Linked DNA regions of Mus musculus: all the other regions are linked to region 3. The links are chromatin contacts, called in public Hi-C maps. All regions are on one chromosome and are shown on one strand. The core of a region is the stretch at or near the end of the contact, and the rest is flanking DNA. Distances in the headings are between cores, read along the strand shown.

Evidence for each region. Hi-C and Micro-C count contacts between places; a contact is called where the count stands out from the background.
Region 1: a contact with region 3 is called in a Hi-C map of pre-B cells, with 7 times the contacts expected there. The contact joins the enhancer-like site here to the promoter of Eya1 in region 3. A contact is called at or near these places in 2 of 39 promoter capture datasets (the C10 cell line and pre-B cells), 6 of 484 Hi-C or Micro-C datasets (B cells, the C10 cell line, neutrophils and 3 more), 5 of 115 datasets of contacts at active chromatin or transcription factors (embryonic limb bud, embryonic stem cells and stem cell-derived neural progenitor cells) and 4 of 9 other capture datasets (adipose tissue, embryonic stem cells, liver and 1 more).
Region 2: a Hi-C map of the G1E-ER4 cell line shows a contact between it and region 3, with 3 times the contacts expected there. The contact joins the enhancer-like site here to the promoter of Eya1 in region 3. A contact is called at or near these places in 5 of 39 promoter capture datasets (the 3T3-L1 cell line, cranial neural crest, frontonasal cranial neural crest and 1 more), 8 of 484 Hi-C or Micro-C datasets (the 3T3-L1 cell line, 3T3-L1-derived adipocytes, the G1E-ER4 cell line and 3 more) and 2 of 115 datasets of contacts at active chromatin or transcription factors (the NIH/3T3 cell line and craniofacial prominence).
Region 4: a Hi-C map of nephron progenitors shows a contact between it and region 3, with 4 times the contacts expected there. The contact joins the enhancer-like site here to the promoter of Eya1 in region 3. A contact is called at or near these places in 5 of 39 promoter capture datasets (the 3T3-L1 cell line, 3T3-L1-derived adipocytes, the C10 cell line and 2 more), 4 of 484 Hi-C or Micro-C datasets (embryonic fibroblasts and nephron progenitors) and 2 of 115 datasets of contacts at active chromatin or transcription factors (craniofacial prominence and heart atrium).

The regions. Positions count from the first base shown.
Region 1 is chr1:14,149,420-14,152,119 of GRCm38.p6, forward strand. No RefSeq gene overlaps it. Among named protein-coding and RNA genes, the nearest start is that of Gm39596, 110 kb to the left of the region's middle. Within about 2 kb of position 1,447, at least 23 of the 459 cell types and tissues checked have an H3K27ac peak or open chromatin away from gene starts, as enhancers often do. A contact at or near this core is called in B cells and pre-B cells, where this site is marked.
Region 2 is chr1:14,483,318-14,486,017 of GRCm38.p6, forward strand. No RefSeq gene overlaps it. Among named protein-coding and RNA genes, the nearest start is that of Eya1, 170 kb to the left of the region's middle. Within about 2 kb of position 1,439, at least 61 of the 459 cell types and tissues checked have an H3K27ac peak or open chromatin away from gene starts, as enhancers often do. A contact at or near this core is called in the G1E-ER4 cell line, the NIH/3T3 cell line and pre-megakaryocyte-erythroid progenitors, where this site is marked.
Region 3 is chr1:14,308,766-14,311,465 of GRCm38.p6, forward strand. Eya1 (EYA transcriptional coactivator and phosphatase 1) reads right to left here and starts at 1,434. Exons shown (of 18, transcript NM_001310459.1): 1 at 881-1,434.
Region 4 is chr1:14,461,345-14,464,044 of GRCm38.p6, forward strand. No RefSeq gene overlaps it. Among named protein-coding and RNA genes, the nearest start is that of Eya1, 150 kb to the left of the region's middle. Within about 2 kb of position 1,262, at least 23 of the 459 cell types and tissues checked have an H3K27ac peak or open chromatin away from gene starts, as enhancers often do. A contact at or near this core is called in embryonic fibroblasts and nephron progenitors, where this site is marked.

The DNA.
Region 1 (2,700 bases), core at 197-2,696, 160 kb before region 3:
AAGTGAAGTCTCTTCCTGAATTCCAAATAAATACTTGTTTATTTGTTATACATATATGTATAGTCTTTATTGTCTTTTGCTTTTCTTATATTCCCAGGTGTATATTTCTTTTCTCTTTACTGGGCTGCAAGTCCTTCAGAATAGCAGCCTGAGAGTCTAAACTCAGCTTCCCACCTCAAGTCCTTAGCTTAATCTTGTATGTAGACATTAGCAATCTAACAGTAAAGGGGCTGGGGGGGGGGAGGATGCTTGAGGAACAGTAGGCTAGTGATTTCTACTTAATCTCAAGCTTTGACTCTCACACTGGTATGGCAGGAACAAGAGAATGTTTTCTTATTGCTTTGATAGAAGACATGGCAGGAACATCTTAAGGAAGGAACAATCTGCGTCAGGTCATGATATGATGGTCCAGTCTCCCGAGCAGCAGGAGAGTATGGCACTTGGTCACAGTGGGTCTGCAGTCAGGAAGCAGAGAGAGGTAGAGTATCTGTGACTAGCTGGATTCCTCCTGTTTAATCAGTCTAGGGCCCCAACACATAAATGGTGCTGCCCACATTCCTCAGTCCAACCTCTATGAAAATTCCCGGAAGTTTGTCAACAAGACAAGTTCTACTTTCAGTAAGTAGACAACCATGATGCATCATGATGGCTGGGGAGGATCTGAGGTTAGGACCCCAGAGTCTATATTAAGCCAAACATGTGTCTATAACCCCAGTATTTCTATGGTAAGGATAGAGGCAGAGATAAGTGAATCTCCAGATGCCCACAGGCCAGCTAGCCTGACTTATATAGCAGAGAGGAGAGCCTGTTTCCAAGTAGAAGGGAAGGGTTGGCACCTTGTCCTCTGACCTCACATGTACACATACACACACACACACACACACACACACACACACACACACACTTTTTTAAAAAATCTAACCATCACAGTATTAGCTGAGGTATGGGCTAGACCTCTCTTTAGACAATGCTGAGTTCTTTACATCATCTGCTGGCAAGGTTCTTCACCATTTCTAGGTATTTTGCTTCTGGTATTATTTTTCTGGTAAACTCACTAAAAATCAAAGAACAAGATTATCACTTTGCCTTGCATCTCTCACTTGTCACATTAATTTACAACATACAATAAAAAACTGTGACCTAGGAAGAGAATAGGTGCTGTCTGTGAGCTCCTGAAATCATACAAGCTATTATGCAGGTGTGTCTGTATATGGCTGTTGGTAGGGAATCAGACCTCATCTATCAGATTTTGGAGCTATCTCTGTCCCATAAAGGGTTAACATTTCCAGGTCAGATAAAAATGGCTTCTTTCCCCTCACATTAGCACTGCTGATCTGTTCCTTTGTGAGCTAGGAGTCCTGTTTGCCAAGGGAGTGAGTGGGCACAGTGCAGACTGGGCCCTGGACAGGCAAGAGCAGTTTCGCTATCTTAGTTTGTAAGAGCTCTTTGGTTAACTCTAGAAACATCAAAGCAAGACTGTCTTGTGTCTTTCCGTGCTCTGCAGGCCAAGAGTGTCTGGTGCTAAAATAAACAACTGGCGGTTTCATTAGACTCCACAGAAGGAAGGAAAAGGTTGTGTTTCATACCTTTTATATTATGTAAAAACATTACTATGCAGACTTCACTTCTTCAATCTGTTTATTTAAACTTAAAAAATAGTATTAAATGCTATAAATAGAATAAACCATGTCTAGTTATGAGCAGTTATAATAAGTATGCAGCTGGTAATATAGCCTTAGAAATAATAAACCACTTATCCCTGATGGTCACCCTTAGATTTTATTAAGCTACAGTTGGCTGAAGGAGGTGTGGGTGGGTGAGGGCAGGCTCTACTTGTTTAAACTGTCGAGAAAACCGTCCGCTCTTATTTTGGGTCCACTCTAGCTCTTACATAATCATGGAACAGCTGAAGTGTGCCAGCCAAGACTCAAGTTTGTTTGACTTTGCAGAGAAACGCAAAGTCTGTTCATCAAAGACATCTGTTTATTTTCAGTTCGTTTTGTTTCAGCTCTAAAGATGCCTTGGTTCGTATCACATAAAGATGTGAGAATCTGATGTTGCTACCCTGTCTCGACTGGAGGTATGTGCTGAGTACTGGCTAGTACATAACTTAGTTACCCCGACTCCTTCAGAGGCACGTGCCGAGTAATGGTTAGTACATAACTCAGTTACCCTGACTCCACTGGAGGTATGTGCTGAGTACTGGCTAGTACATAACTTAGTTACCGTGACTCCTCCACAGGTGCATTCAACAGTAGATTTTGTGGGGGATGAAAATACAAGCAGCTACTCTTAAATACACTCAATATAATAGGGGAAAATTTGTAGCCCCAATGCTTGTAGCATATTAGCAAATTGATTAGATTGTCTTTGTTATAAGTCCTTTAAAATCCCAATGACATTTTTGTATGCATCTCATAATATTTGGGGATGTGGGATTTACTTCTAGGAGGTAAGTTACTGGGAGAGTGTCTGGGGAGGATCTATCTTGTACCCAGTCCCTTTCATTTTTCTGTCTCTGCTTCCTGCCAACTTCACTGTGAACTGCTTTGCTGCACCGTGTGCTCCCAGGGAACTCACCCTACCAGAGGCCTAGAAGTAACAATGCCACAGATTTCTATGGATGGAAACCTTGGAAAGTCCAAGACAAAGTAAATAATTTGGCCTTTGTTTCTGTTGGGCGTTTTGCCACAGAAATGT
Region 2 (2,700 bases), core at 189-2,688, 170 kb after region 3:
TTTGAACTCAGTACCTCTATAAGAGCACTCAGTGTTCTTAACCACCGAGCAATCTCTCCAGCCCCCCTAGTTTGGCTTTTAATGTGGATGGTATTTATATTATAACTTCTAGTGAAAGCAGTTACAGGCTGGGCTTGTTTCTATTAATAAGATTATTATTGAATTTTTCCATTTTATTTCAAAGTTACCTTTTATTTCTAGAATCTCCCAATACAAAAATAAGATTTATACACGCTCAATTTAATGATTTTTTTTAACTGAGAAATTTAATAACCAAATAAAAACGGTCATTAGCAATGCAAATTTACTTTAACTTAAAGGAGCCAAGTTTGAGTTTCAAGAATTATAATAGCATCCTAAAGTACCATTATTCTTAAGAGATCTAGAAGATAATCCTCTGAAACTTTCTAGATTAGAGAAAGTCACCTGAACTTTGTAATGAAATGCCTCAGTTTTAACCCTCCCTGTCAGCTACCAACACATATGCTGTGATATCTTATGCTGGCCAATATTTTTTTAGAAATTTTAAATTTTTAAATTTATTTCACTTTATGTAATGTGGGTATTTTTGTCTACATGTATGTCTTTGCATTGTGTGCGTGGCTGGTACACATGGAGGCCAGAAGGAGATGGGGCAATGGGACCCTGAGAGTGGAGTCATAGATGTTTGTGAGCTACCATGGGGGTCCTTGGATTCAAAGCTGATTCCTCTAAACAGCAGCCATTGCTCTTAGCTATTAAGGTACCACTCCAGCCCTTTTTAGAGATGTTGCCAGTAAAAAGTACATTCAAATTATATTATATTTTAAAATGTTTTCAAAACACTTTTTGAATCATGATTCCATTTGAACTGCAAACTTATGATTTGACCTAAGGAAAAAAAGAGAAAGAGATACTAGCACTTCTGTTATACAGCTGCTGAGAAACCTACCCCCAGGCACAGGAAGGGGTGGAGTGCTGTGGAACTACTTACCAGACCATGGAGGTGGGAGGGGCTCATGAGGGAGGCCCTATCAGAACCCGGGGATCTATAGGCAGTCATGGCTGTTAGGGCAGGCAGAGAGATTTTCTTCAGTGGTGTAGCCACTGGCGGTTTAGAATCATCTCAAACGCAATCATACCCACTGAAAATTACAAGGACACATCTCTCAGTCCAGAGGGACTGGCTAAGCTTTCTAGCTGTTGGGGGAGGGGGTGCGTTAAAAGACTAGCTATTGTGATTACACTTCTGTCCACTCTATGCCCAGCCCAGATCTCTGGAATAATTGGGAGACATACAGAGTGCCATCATCTCTTTCCTCCTCATCACAGTTCTGTACCCACAGACAAAGAACCAAGGCGATATGAGTCACAGGAGCGTCACAAGCTTATAGTGAGTGATAACTGGGTGTGCTGAGTCATAGAACTTCCCCAGCTTATAGTGAGTGATAACTGGGTGTGCTGAGTCACAGGACTTCACCAGCTTATAGTGAGTGATAACTGGATGTGCTGAGTCACAGGACTTCACAAGCTTACAGTGAATGATAACTGGATATGCTGAGCATAATGCATATGCTTTGATGCCTAGCTGTGTATATAAACCCATTCAAAAGGCTTCTTTTAAAAAGTGTATAATGAGAAAAACCAATGGTTTGATTCCTTTCCTGGAGATATTTAGGTAGCAAGGAAAGAATCATTCTAGAAACAATAAGCATACCTCCAAAGTGCCCACTCCTAAGTATAATCCTGGGAGCAAAGGGCTAAGAGTGGAAGACAGCTGAATAGCAATAATGCTACAAAGAGGATTAGTCATGTGGTGTACCTTTCATTCTCTTGGTTTTACTGATGCAACAATCAAAGTTCTCAAAGAAATACTTTATAAATATATTTAATGTTTTTCAAAAGATATATGCAGTGTACACTCCCCATAGGTAAAAAGGACAACCTGCCCACTAATGACACCACCTTGAGGAATCTTGCAGGTACAATAGTAAAGGAAAACAGAAACAAGGTACTTTGGTGGAAGGAAGGATTCAAAATACATGTGTTTTTGAAGCAACAGGCAGACTTGATTGGAAGGGAAGCCCCATGAACAATGTGTATCTGTGGGGTCACTGGAATGTTTTGAACAAAACAGGAACAGAAGGTTGCCAAGGAGAGGGGAGATGTGCTTAGTGACAGGGTGACAGCCATAAGGATCTGCTCATTTGTCACGACCTGGCTGTGAAGATTGTCTCTGTCAGCACATGGAGCAAGAGATACATGTACACAGCACATGTACAGGAGTACAGTGTGCTTTGTTATTTGTTTCAAATACAGTTGGCTTGCAGTAAGAAAGAGGAGGAAGGGAGATGTCAACCCTGCTTGCAAGTATGAACACTCTTGATATTGGTTCCCTTCTTGCAGCGACGAACACTCTTAGTTCCGAAACTCCATCTACTCTTTTGTCTTAAGCAATGCCAACACTTTCAGCCAAGTTCTGGTTCTTCTTTCTATCCTGAAGCTGTTTCTTTAAGGGAAAGGGAGCCTGAGAGCAGAAAGAAGGCAGCCTACCCGAAGCCCTACACAGGAGCCTCTGAAGAAAAGATGCTCATTCCTGATTGAGCACACAGGAGCCAAATTGCCAGGAAAGGCCTCTCCAATCAATAACACATGGCATTTGTCTTTGATAAGTGGCTCTGTCTGCTTTTGTGCCTCTGTATTAGTCAACTGCTGGTCAAA
Region 3 (2,700 bases), core at 184-2,683:
CATCTTAAGAAATGAAACTTAAAAACACTTGTCTAAACTCAATGACAGTTCATAATGTATTGAATTATTGCAAACGTTATGCTTAAATGTCTTCAAAATTCCTCCCAAGAGTGTAAGCCTATGAGTTGTTAGCAATTCAAATACTGATTTTGAAGGGCCGTGCTTTACACGAATATTCAAAAGTTTCAAAATCTGGAGTTTAGCTTCCAAGTGCATTCAAATCACAAAAAGGGCCAGAGAGGGACAAATACTTTAAGGGACCAAAGGCTTATTGTATCGAATACTGAAGATGAGCCTGCTTAGTAAAGTCTTTGATAAATTTGCTTTGGAACAAAAAGGTGTCCTTCTTGAAAACATAGTTATCAGCTCGTTGTTCATCTGCTGAGTTTTCCGTTGTAAACCTTTCCTCATTTATCAACCTAGCCGTAGAAAAAGTGATCTGTGTAATAAATACCACTAAGTATACCTTTCGTACCTATACATCTATGTATGGATATAACCCTGTTCAATACCACTCAATATTCTGGGGCTAGTGCAGCAATTAAGAAAAGATATGAAATAATTCCCCCGTCTGAGAATATTACCTAGTGTTCTACTTATCTATAAAAATCAGAACAAAAGTAGTTAATTTGCAATGATCCTTTAATGATCCTAATGGCTCCGATCATTTGGAGGGTAAAGATTACAATTTTACGACGGAACCCAGCGGCTTCTAAAGTCCCAGAAACAGTGTTATTGTTTTCCCCAAGCCACAGTGCTTTTTTTCTTTGAAAACAAACCAAAACCCTAATAAAGGCTCTCCAGTTATCTCGGGCTTTGCCCACCAGACAGTAAGTAGTACTTGGTCATTACAGTTTTTCAAACACCAGCTTGTACTTACAGCGCTCACATCTGCTGCCTCCACCGGTTTAGTGTGCTCCTTGGAGTTTTCTGTGTTAGCAGACCTCCATTCCTGACATAGTTTGGCTGCTGTGCAGGAACACGGGGACCCGGGAGCTCTCAGAGGCGCTGTGACGCGGCTGGCAGCGGAGCGCAGAGGCCGGGGATTGCCCGGCTCCCGGGGACTGCGCCCGGGCGCTGCTGCAGGCTCGGGCTGTGGAGCGACTGAGCGCGATCGCCTTCCCCAGGAAGGACCCCGCCACCGCGCACCGCCACAGGAAGGCTTCCAGTCGGAAGTGGCCCTGCACACTCGCTACCTCGCCGCAAGCTCGGAGCCATCAGCTCGCCGCGGTCTGTTTGGGAACGGCTTTGCGCCCCAGCGAACGGCAGCGGCAGATAGCATCTGAGACGCCTAGACAAAGAAACAGCAAAATCTCATCCCCCGATTTGTTTGCGCAGCCTTGTAGGTCTGCCCACGAAGCCTCGGGGCTTTTTGTTTTGTTTTGTTTTTGCAACGCAAACCACAGCTAGTCTCTTGTCCTAACCTTATTGGTTTAAATGCAACAATTGAGAGGAGCAGAGCTTGGTCTGACTCAACCTCGCTGCTTTAAAAAAAAATTTATTATGTAAATGACGCGCCCCATGATATCTGAATAAACAGCTGTGGGGGAAGAACTTGTGGGAACCTCTGTCAACACACACACATCCTCCCGCGCCAGTAGCTCCCAATTAAGATCTTTGGGGAGTAGTTGCATGTTATCTTTTACACTTTTTCAATACTTTTTTTAAAATTTTTTTTGAGGACCTGAAACTTAGGAGAACGGATACTTTTAACACTTTTTCCTAAAGTACCTACCTACTTACAGGTCTGGAGAAGATTTAAAAAAAAAAAGCTGTTTCTATGAAGTAGAGGGAGAATGGGCAAACGTGTTAGCTATTAGCAGCTTAACAATGAAAGCCTGGCGGAGGATTCTGCAAGGGTTGCTAGGAGGCCAAAGGCTTCAGTTCTTTGGCTAGGACCCAGATAATATTTCACCATTAACATTTTTAAATGGGTCTTGAGAAGAGATTCGTTTAGTCTGGAACTTGCTTTGCAACTTATCCTTTTAAAAACTCACAACCTTAATTCAGAATCTATGAGTTAGGCGTTCGTTCGGTGACACCTAGGAGCTGAGCTTCAGTTAACAAACTATGTTTTATCCAAGTCAAGGGTTTAGCCATTATGATAATTTGTAATCTTGAAAGAAGGCGTCTCCTTATATGGGTTAATATTTTGTCGGTCCTATATCACAGTTTAAATGCAAATGCAAACTAACACTCACTCTGAAATTAAGTCTGGATATGCATTTTAAGAAGGTATTTTTATCATCACCAATATTTCTATTCTATGTGCTCTTTTTATTAAAAAAAAAGTCTCCTTATTTTAATTTCTCACCTTGGTATGAACATGTTTTTACATCACAGTAACTTCACATCAACTAATAGAGGAGATAGATGGGTCCTACCTTAACTCTGCCAATTAGGAAACGAAAGCACCTTCAGATGATGCAAACAAAACCCAACTAAATGGTTCTAAGGACCAAAATTCCAAACAGGAGTTCTCCCTTCCCCTCCTAGAAAGGATGCCAGTCTAAATTCCTTGCAAAGGAGCACTTTGTCAAACCTAAGAGGCAGCTGGGACTTCAAACTCACCTAGGATTTCATCTTGTTCAGCACCAGCAAGGAACCATGAGCTAGGTATCTACCATATTTGGGAAGCCAGGTCAAAAAAACAGTTGATTGCTATTGGATCATATATGCAGCTGACATAGTTACGTTACC
Region 4 (2,700 bases), core at 12-2,511, 150 kb after region 3:
GCAATCTGATTTCCTCCTTCACTGTCCCACTCAGACTGCCCAGATCAATGGTATGCCATCTTTTGTACCCTTCATTGAGTAATTTGCTCACTGTCTTAGCTTCCTTTCCTGTTGCCATGACAAAGCATCTTAAGGAAGAAAGGAGTTGTTCTGGCTCATAGGTTCAAAGGCACACTTATCGTAGCAGGGAAATCAAGGCAGCAGGGACTTAGGCAGCAGGTTACCTCACAGCCATTATCAAGAAGCACACAACAGATATAGTATGTGTTATACTCACTCTCATATTTGTATATAGTATGGGATCCCCATCCAGGAATGCTGTAAGTCAGAGAGGGCAGGTCTTTCTACTTCAATTAACTTCATAGAGATAACCTGTCTGAGCCAGCTCTAGTAGACTCTTTTCCCTGGTGTTTCTACACTCCATAAAGTTGACAATTGAGATTAATCATCACACTCCCTCAAAGAGAGCTGACACCAAGTACACTGTCCTTTGTCTACAGGGGTTGTACCATCTTTGGCTCATCCACTTTGAAAATGTTCCTAAGTCCTTAGAGTCTCATTCTCTGCCTGATCTACATGTCTTCCTTTTGACCCTCAACATGACTCTTAGGCCACGTGGTATGCTGGCTTCTGCATCATTCACTTGCATCAAGTCCATTTTAGGCCACGAGAGAGAGAGAGATGCACAGCCTGCTTTCATCAGTGACAAAAGCCACCTGCGTAGCTGAAGAACCCAGAGATTCAAAGGAGCCAACCCTGAATTCGTGGGCTCATCTTCTACATTAAACATATTAAGATGAATTTCCCATCTACCTAGAAATATTTTAAATATTTGGGAAATGGATCTTACCTCACTAAACTTCCTGTTACACAGTAACCACAGAGTATGTTTTGACATATTTTCAAAGAAAAGATCAGATACCTTTAATTCAGTGTCCTTTCTTAAGTTGTGTAAACAAAAGGTTACTTTCACTGTATTTTGATTTCAAGTAAAGAACATATATATCTATTTTTCATTTATTTCTTTGCTATTATGGTGAGGAATGAGTTACCACAAGACAGGTTCCATCATAGCAGGAGGGCACGGAAGATGAGAAGTTGCATAATGACACTAAAAGCCAGAAAAAATTAGGAGCCCGACTTACTGTTACATCCATTGTATCATGAGACCTGCTCACAACCATACTCACAACCATACAGCCTTCCAAGTACTTGAGTGCCCTAAATTCCTTCCAGCAGACCACACCCCTTAAAGGATGTGTGGATCACCCCCAGCAGCTCGGCTGGAAGATTTCTAACACAGAGACCTTTGAGTCATGTGGCAGCCATAGCAACTGGGTGGAGAAACCAGTCTGCCACTGTCACCGATTTTCCAGCTCCACAGGATCCTCAGATCTCTGCCCTACACTTACAGTCTTAGATCTTGTTTCCAAAAAAACAGCTTAACTCACCCTCCCTCCTGAATTAGTCAACACTGCTGGCCTCATCAGCCCTCATTACACCTCTCGGTTTCTTCTTTTTTCCAGCAGTGCTTGAGCACAAGGTTGTCAAAGTGATAATGTTTCTTACTCTCAGCAGCTAAAAGAAAAACTTGAGGACCATGTAAACATGAGGGGACAATAACATTTCCTCTCTGAAAGTTAGGTGTAATGTCAGCACTCCCTCCTGTTAGAAAGGCTCTGCCTTAGGGGAAGTTTCTCATATCTACTAAGTAATGACTATGTCTGGATTTTAGGGGGGCATCCATCAGAAAAAGCAGAATACCAAATGCAGAAAGCAAGGCTCAACAGCTTCAATGAAGAAGCGGCAGAGGACTAACCAACAGAGTCAAAAATCAACAACAAAACAAAAGAGATTATAGTTTCCTTTCTGCTTAATTCATTACACACTTAATTTTGAGATGGACACTTGCCAGCGACATAATTGGTATTTCGGTGGCTTCATTTAATGACCAGAAAAGACCTGAGTTCAAAACCTAAGTTGTCCTCTACTTGAACTCAGAACTTTAATTACGGTATTACTTAATTCCCTTTCTTTCTCCCTAAGATGTGTGTGTTTGCTCTATAGGTGACACAGAGTGCGTCAGACAATGATGTATTTCCTGTTTGTACCTTGGTTCATGGTACTTTGGTCTCCGGCTTCTATTCTTTCATGCGAACAGTGGTTCTTAACCTTCTACATGCTGCAACCATTTAATACAGTTCTCATGTTATGGGGACCACCCCAACCATAAAGTTATTTTTATTGCTACTTCATAACTGCAACTCTGCTACTGTTATGAATTATAATGTAAATATCTGTGTTTTCTGATGGTCTTAGGCAACCCCTGTAGAAGGCTCATTGGACCCCCAAAGGAATCATGGCCCACAGTTTGAAAACTTCTGATTTAAAAGAAAACAATTTCCTGTGCAATGCATATTCATCTGTACTATAAGTAATAAATGTCTTCAACATGCCTTTGACCTTTTCTGAGTTGATTCTCTAAAAATGTGTGGCATTCTTGGCCATCCTGTGTGTTAGCCACAGCACAGTTTACTTTAAACATACAATAGCCTGAAAATCTTTCCAGTCAACATGCAACAAATTATATGATAACCTCGTATTTGTTGAATAAAATTAAGACTAAAATATAGCACTATTTTGGAGATGGTACCAAAATCAAAGTAATTAATATTTTTGTTTCATGAATAATAGGAAATA